2 separate regions of the Mus musculus genome follow, and region 2 is linked to region 1. Evidence: chromatin contacts called from public Hi-C data. All regions are on one chromosome and are shown on one strand. The core of a region is the stretch at or near the end of the contact, and the rest is flanking DNA. Distances in the headings are between cores, read along the strand shown. Region 1 overlaps Samd8 (sterile alpha motif domain containing 8). Region 2 holds the start of Vdac2 (voltage-dependent anion channel 2).

Region 1 (3,923 bases), core at 478-2,977:
CTGTCTAGATACAATATGCAAATTAGCTTTGTGTTGCTAAGTTTTAAAAATAGGCATGTTCTTAGTTCTGTCTTGGTTCCATGATTTTAAGCCATTAATTTATCACAATGAAATGCCTCTGGATGGTCTCAATGTAAGGGATTTGACATCTGGCTTTTATCCCATAATGCTCTACTTTTTATGATTGCTATAAATAATGTAGGTCAATAGGCAGGTTACATTATACTTTAAAACAATTAGCAGCATTTAGGGCAGATTTAGATGGAAATATCCATACGTTAACTAATTAATAAAAAGTCACTGGAGACTGAAAGAAAGCTGTCCAAACAGAAGCGTGACATCTAATTTGTTCTAATAGCATAAGATAAGTTTCTTTGCACAAAGATCCAGCTTTCTCTTAAGTGGCTATTCTGATAAACCTCCTTAGGTTTATCAGGAAATTCTTATCCATATAACAGGAAAGCAAAATGTTCCACCTCAAATACATTCCTTTCAGATCTGGATCTGGTTATTCATAAAACTGCACTGGGTAATAGGTTTAAAAATCTCTCCTTGAAGCCGGGCAGTGGTGGCGCACGCCTTTAATCCCAGCACTTGGGAGGCAGAGGCAGGCAGATTTCTGAGTTGAAGGCCAGCCTGGTCTACAGAGCGAGTTCCAGGACAGCCAGGGCTACACAGAGAAACCCTGTCTCAAACAAAACAAACAAACAAAAACAAAACAAAACAATTCTCCTTGAATAAAAAGCAGTATCTATCTATATTAGTTTAAGCAGCAGATGCAAACACAAAAGTGTGGGGAACCTCCAGATCTGCCTAGGAAAGACCTTGTGCAGAAGGCAGACATTGTGGGTCTGACACCTTCCAGTCCAGGCACAGACGGCCCATGTGTCCACATGCTGCTACCTGGAAAATCTTGTCAGGACAATAACACTGTCACTAGTGACCAAGCAGTTCCTTTCCTGATCTTGCCAAGGTTGGTATTACCACTTCAAAAGCCCCACGCATTGTTCCTTTACATAGGAAAGACATGAAGTTTATGTCAACATGTTGGCAGAGGCTCCTAACTTTGTACATAGCTCTGGAGTATTATTAAATTTATGTGCCCTTTCTTTTGTTAGTCATCGAGACTAAAACTGTCAAACTTTCAGAGGGGAAACACAACTTCATTACAGTTTGTTTACAGTTTCGTTTGAATTTCCTAATCAGTTAGCATACTATTGGGGGAAAATGTTTTTACCCTCACTTCAGACCATGTACAGAAACAATTGGGGGAGATTAGAGTCTATATAAAAATGAAGACCATGGGCTGGTGAGATGGCTCAGGGGGTAAGAGCACCCGACTGCTCTTCCAAAGGTCCGAAGTTCAAATCCCAGCAACCACATGGTGGCTCACAACCACCTGTAACAGAGATCTGATGCCCTCTTCTGGTGCGTCTGAAGACAGCTACAGTGTACTTACATATAATAAATAAATAAATCTTAAAAAAAAAAAAATGAAGACCATAAACCGTTAGCTACTCTTTCCTAGCTGGCAATGAGTACGACGGATAGACACTAAGCAGTGTGGGTGCAAAAGGGAACCAAGTGGCTGCTGCTAAGGATGCAGGGGAGCTCTCCATCCTCAGTCATCCCCATCTCCACTGCCATCGAGGTTCCAAGTGCTGTGACAGTCAGTGCAGTGGACTCTGGATCACGTACTTGTTCTAAAACAGTCAGAGGACTCTTGGTGAGTCAAGGACTCCTTAGCTGTCACAAGGAGGCCCAAAGCAGAAGAAAAGCCTGGCATGCCTGCCTTCTCTGCATATTCATCTCATTTACTGTGGGCGAGTCACATGCCTAACTTCTCAAAGGCATATTAACCACGGCTTCTACTCAACGCAATTCAGCTCTCTTCAAGGCTGAGATGAAGGTACAATGAAACACAAGGATGAAAACTGAGGCACCTATTGTCAGCTGTCCCAGTGTCCCTTCCAAACTTATTGTCCTAAACTTGAAGTGATGCTGGAGCCTCACAGGCAGGTTACCCCATCGTGAAATCACAAGCAAGAGCAATCATGTTATGAGAGCTGGCTTATCTCCTCAAGCAATAACAAGGACTGAGGTAATCACCAACCAGACCACACTTAGACCAAGGCAGCCTTACTATGTGTACTTCTCATGATTACCTCAAATTTTTCTCTATTTAAACCTAAAGTTCAATTGGTACCCTAAGACGGCAGTTGGTGATGGTGGTGGGTTTGTCACTGGATCCCGGTGTCTGTTCCTCTTCCCAAAGTGGCTGCAAAGACTGTCTTGCAGCAAGTACCCCTGTCCCTTTAAGTGGTACACTGAATGGGTGGGTGGCTCAGCTTAGCCTGCTGGACTGGGAGGTTGGTCAGTACCAAACCTCGGAGGTTAAGAATATATATTGTTCTTTTCCAGGACCCCAGTGAGTGCCTAGCCCTCATCAAGGATGGCTCACAACTGCGTCTGACTCTAGCTCCAAGGAATGCATCACCTCTGGTCTTTGTGGGCACTCAAACACGTGTGCATATCCAGACAGAGACACATACACACAATGTTAAAAATTAGTCTTTAAAACTTAAACCAGGCATGACAGTGCACAGCTTTACTCTCAGCACTCAGGAGGCAGAGGCAAGAGGCAGGAGGCTTTCTCAAGGGCAGTTTAATCTAAAAACCAAAGTTTTAGAACAGCCAGGGGTAGACATTGAGAAACTCTGTCTTAAAAAACAAAACAAAACAAAACAAAACAAACAAACAAAACCAAAAATGAAACACAACAACAACAAAACTCAACCAACCAAAAAAAAAAAAAAACAAAAAAACAAAAAAAAAAACCTTTGATAATCATTTAAGGCTATAAATCAAAGAAATAATTGTTTTAAAGACAAAGATAGCCATGAACACAGCTAATAAATTGGGTCAGTAATACAGGAGACACTCATGGTAGTGCCCTACAGTCTACTTTAAAGGAATGTATTTAAAGTAGCCGGGGGGGGGGGTAAAGTTATTAATACAACTAAATTAAAGTTATATCTTTTTTGTTAATGTAATTTCTAAAACAAAGTCGATTTTCTCAATTGCTTAAAAGGAGATTACAGAGAGCAGTAACCAGGAATGTTTGGAGAAGCTTACAGATCTGTCTGCGTACAAAGCCAAGTAATATAGGGAAGGAACGTCACTCTGATGATGTGTTTTCAGCAGGGTCTCCTATCTCAGGCTGACTGGGCCTCACTATGTGCTCCGGCTGGCCTCAAACCTGCCAATCTCTTGCCACAGCCTCCTTTGTGCTGGGATTACAGGCAGGAGTTGGCATGCCTAGTTCCTGGTGACTGTTTTTCATTGTTTTGTTTTGCTAAGGAAATGCATGAATGGATCTGGCAAGATGGTTCAGTGGGCAGAGACACTTGTGAGCAGACCTGATGACTGGACTTCAAACCCTGGTTTCACAAAACAAGGAGAGAGAACTGGCTCTCAAGAGCTATCCCCTGATCCGTTCTTGCTTTGGCATGTGTGCGCCCACACTTGCATGTGATGTGAGTACACACATACACACCCCCTAACTTTAAGATGTTTTGACAGGCGTTTTTTTGAGTAGTGTCTGGAGGCTGTAAAAAGCAAACTCGGACGATGCTCATCACTGTTCTTCAGAAACAACAAGCTACAGAAAAAGCACAAGGTTACAACTGCACCTCTGAAAACTACCTTTGTTCTTTTGCCTTATTTTTTATTTTAATTTTTAATTTATTTTTTACACTCTATATTCCATTCCCCCCAACCAAAATTAGCTTTTTTCAAGTACACATTTTAGAACTATGTATCACAATTTCCAATGCGCCTATCATTAATAATAATTCTATTTCCAAAAACTTAGAGGTAAACATAGTGCTTGCCTAGCATGTATAAGGCCTTGAGATCAAGGT
Region 2 (4,112 bases), core at 250-2,749, 43 kb before region 1:
GAGTGCAGCAGGGTATTCAGTCTAGAAAAGCAAAGCAATTAACTTTTTTCAAGAGGTCCAAGCATATATTTTTCTCTTTTATGTTTAAAAGGGAAAAAAGTCCTTACCAAATCCTTTGTTGAAAATGTCTCTGGCAGCTTTGCCGAGGTCAGCATAGGGTGGAGGGATACACATCGCTAGTCAAAAGAAACATTCTACAGTTAATGTGAGCTACTACTAGGACCTACTGCTAACATTTACATTCAAGCAGTTCAACCGGAGTGGGTTTTGATGCCACTAGAACTTCAATAAATGTTATTCTAAAGTAGCCACCCATAACAAAAACTTATTTCTAAATAGCTATGTGGTAATACAAACCTGGGACATTTCTACCAAGTTTTAAGAATGGGGGAAGCCTTTCTAATTCCTAAACATAAGTGTCTACTGCCTACACAGTTGCCAAAACTCAAGGTGACTGATTTAACGGAGATAAAAACCAAAATTTAAGCTTAGGCGTTCTCCCCTAACAAACCTTTGGGAAGGACTTCCAAAATCAAAACCAACACTCTGGGAACTGGCACAATTGAGACACGGGCAAAAAATACAACCATCTATGTCTACAGCAACTAAATATCAAATGGCACTTTAAACACATTACTACGGTCCCCCAAGTCCTCCGACAACGTGAGGCTTAAGGGCAAGGAATCCGAGCTCCAGGAGCAGCTCATTCATTCTCCAGTGCACATCCACGCCCTTAGGAACACGTGTAATGACCTTGTAGTGCACTCGACCTGTGCAGGCAGACAGCGAACTACTTCCTCTTGCAAAGTGACTGCTCTAACTCTCCGCCCCCCCCCCCCGAACCCCAAGATGGAATTCAACAACTAAGTGTTTTGCTTTCGGATTTGTAAGTAACATATCCAAAAGCCAAGGGTGGGTGCGGCCAAGGACCAACGCCCCAGGCGCGAGCCCCCCTATCTGCAACCCAACAGCCCAGCACCACGTCCGTCAACAGAGTGGCAGTGTAAGACTTAGGGGGCGCGCAAAGAAGCAAACTTTCCAAGTCTTTGCAGGCATCATGTGGGCCACGGCGGAACAAGGTATGGTTCTCTAAAGAGGAACAGCACAGCCCCCATGGCCCCATCGCGCAAACACCTCTTGTGCTACTTACGCCGTGGGCATACCGGTACACAGCACTCAGCCATGGCGAAGTCGCGGGGAAAAGGTGATCTGTGAAAGGGACAAGAAGTGCGGTCAGGGGACAGTCAAAGGGTCCCCTGGGGAGCTCGGACATTAGAGAAAGGGGCCGGGGCCGCTGCGGCCATCTTAGGGGACCAGGGCCGCCCTGAGTTCACTCAGGCTGCCGGCCCGCCCTAAGGCCCCAGAGTCGGCAAGAGGCGGGCACCATAGTACCTGCGGGTGTCCTGAGGGGCGCTGCCGCCACCGCTCGGCTCGCAGCTGAGGCCACTCCGCTATCTGAAAGTTGCGCTGCAGCCACCGCGGCTGGAGGGCGAAGTGAAGGAGACACCGTTGCGCCCCGCCGCAAGCCTGGCCTCCCCCAGCCAGGTCCCCGCCGCGGCCGCCCGGGCTGTCTACCGCGCCTGTCCTTGCCGCTCCGCCCGCTGCCCACTCCCACCTGCTCCGGAGTGACCACGTGGGTCGAGAGCACGGCGGTCTCCTTGGGTGAGCGGTCTCGGACCGTCCGGCGGGGACGGGGCGAGCAGGAGCTGCGGGGCCTCGGGTTAGGCAATGTCCAGGACAGCCCCAGAGGCGAGGACCTGGGAACGGCGGAGGCGGCGCAACGGCACCCGCGCGGTCAGGATGGGAGTGGCCACGCGAGTCGCGACGGGGCGGGGCGATGTGCCCCGCAGGGTCACGTGCACCCTCTCAGCCTCCTCCCTGAGTCCCAGCCTGGAGGTCTGAACTTAAGGTCCGGGTTGAGGGGGATGAAACACTCTCCCCAAGTGCAGCCTCCATGCTCTTCCCATCTCGGTTCACCGCCCACCGCCATGTCCTCCCCTGCTGGGACTAGGCTGGGCTCCAAAGGAACAAACTTGAGCCAGTCTCTGGGCATTTCTCTCGGAGCCTCAGGGTTGCGCTCCTGCAGCCTCCGTCTCACCCATATATGGTATGGGTTCACACACGCGCAGAAGCACATCCTGCTCTAGGAAGAGAAGCTTCCCCTGGTTGAGAGGCCTGGAGAGACAAGGGAATAACTGTAGGATTCATGCTGACCAGTCATTAGAATGCTGCTCTCAAGTTCTTTAGATATGCCAGAAGAGGGAGGGAGCAGCCAGTCCTGATGCCTATACCTGTAGTCCCAGATCTGGGCGGCAGAGAAATTACACCAGATTGAGGCTAAACTACAGAGTGAGGCAAAAGGTTAATAAAGATAAGAGACCGCTGGATAGTGGTGGTGCACACCTTTAATCCCAGCACTTGGGAGGCAGAGGCAGGTGGATTTCTGAATTCGAGGCCAGCCTGGTCTACAGAGAGAGTTCCAGGACAGCAAGGGCAATACAGAAAAACCCTGTCTTGAAATAATAATAATAGAGACCAGTTTGAGGCTAAACTACAGGGTGAGGCAAACAGGATAATAAAGATAGAATCGGAGGCTCAGTGAGTAAGAACCCTTATCTTGCTGTGCATGCAAGGGGACCTGAGCTCGGATCCCCAGCACCCAACACCCACATTAAAAGCCAGTAGTAGTTCCAGAAATAGAAACAAGAGGGTCACGGGGGCTCTGTCAACCTGGCCTGCAAACCGTGTTCTCTAAATTCTGTAAAAGGTGAAGAGCAGTAGACACTGTTCAAAACACACACACACACACACGTCAGCCATACAGAAGATTTAAAATGGAGACAACTGACACTTCAGCTCAATAAACTCAAATAATTTAGCCTGTGGACCTCAATTCCCTCATCTCTAAGATGCTGTTTAATAATCTTCAATAGACATACAGTTGGACTGAGAGCAAAGACACCCACACATATGCACTCATGACTCAATCGTCTCTGAACTCTTCCTCTACTCAAGTACTGTTAAGTCATCACTCTCCTCCTAAGCCGGAGGAAAGATGGCTAGGTGGGCTCCCCCCAATCCAACACCCAAGTTTAAAGTTACACTCTGGTATGTTTCTCTCCCAGGAGCAAGGCTAGCCAGCAACCTCACCTGCTCACAGCTGGAATTGTGTTGTAAAAAGTGAAATGGGAAGAGTCTTTGTGTGTATGAGATCGGGCTCCAGCACCTGACTCATCCCTTCATCCAAGCTCAGGCAGGTTGGTCTGCCATGGACCTGGCCCACGGGAGACAGTCTGCCCCAGCTGTGTGATGCTTGTGGTAGAGTTTGGCCTCCTCAGCACTGCCTTCCAGAAAAACTCAGCCTGCTAAATTAGTTACCTCAATTGCCTATAGCAGGGCTTATTCCTATTCTGTATTACCTGTCACAAGTTTTGATCTCCAGAGACATCATTTTCTGACACAAAAGTCGGAAGCTTTACTCTGTAAAGTATGTGGGTGGTGCTTAATGGCCACTGGGGACAAACTCCAGCCTAAGCAAAGAATTACAGGGGTGGGAAAGATGGTGACTCCTTCCCATCATAAAGACACAGCTGACACTCCTATGTAAAAGGCAGGTTAGCAAGAGAAATGTATAATTCATTTATTTGATCATGATTTTATATGATATACAAGCCACCAAACTGAAGAGCCCAAACATCCAAGGTGAATTATTGATTTTTATTTTTGAATTATTGATTTTTGTGCTTAGGTTGACTGAAGCATGGACAGCCAGATAGGAATATAAATGAACAAAAAGAGTATAATCTTTATAACAGAATGAGTAAGGATCCCACAGGGTCTGTCCAGGTAGCCCATCCTCCCAGCTATGGATAAGAACTCCTTCTAAAAAGAAGGGGGTGGTCTTCTTGGTGTAATGCTGGGAATTGAACTAATGTAAGACCAGCATTACACCACTGAGCTATAACTCCGATCCCCTTTTTAACTCTACAAAACCAGGTCTCTCACTAAATTGCCCAGGAAAGCCTTGAACTTTTCATCTTCCTCTTTCAGCCACCACCACCATCCTGCCCCAAGTAGCTGATATTATAGGCCTGCACCACCAAACCCCACTA

The links. A called contact is a pair of places that touch in the nucleus more often than the background predicts.
Region 2: a contact with region 1 is called in a Hi-C map of cortical neurons, with 2.3 times the contacts expected there. The contact joins the promoter of Vdac2 here to the enhancer-like site in region 1. A contact is called at or near these places in 2 of 39 promoter capture datasets (liver and macrophages), 6 of 484 Hi-C or Micro-C datasets (Sertoli cells, bone marrow-derived macrophages, cortical neurons and 2 more), 7 of 115 datasets of contacts at active chromatin or transcription factors (the HPC-7 cell line, bone marrow-derived macrophages, embryonic fibroblasts and 2 more) and 3 of 9 other capture datasets (adipose tissue, liver and pancreatic islet).

Annotation. Positions count from the first base shown.
Region 1 is chr14:21,786,190-21,790,112 of GRCm38.p6, reverse strand. The region is part of intron 4 of Samd8 (sterile alpha motif domain containing 8); the gene reads right to left. Among named protein-coding and RNA genes, the nearest start is that of Gm23502, 25 kb to the left of the region's middle. Within about 2 kb of position 1,727, at least 13 of the 459 cell types and tissues checked have an H3K27ac peak or open chromatin away from gene starts, as enhancers often do. A contact at or near this core is called in cortical neurons, where this site is marked.
Region 2 is chr14:21,828,948-21,833,059 of GRCm38.p6, reverse strand. It overlaps Vdac2 (voltage-dependent anion channel 2), which reads right to left and starts at 1,499. Exons shown (of 10, transcript NM_011695.2): 1 at 1,393-1,499; 2 at 1,151-1,209; 3 at 108-176. The coding sequence starts at 1,184.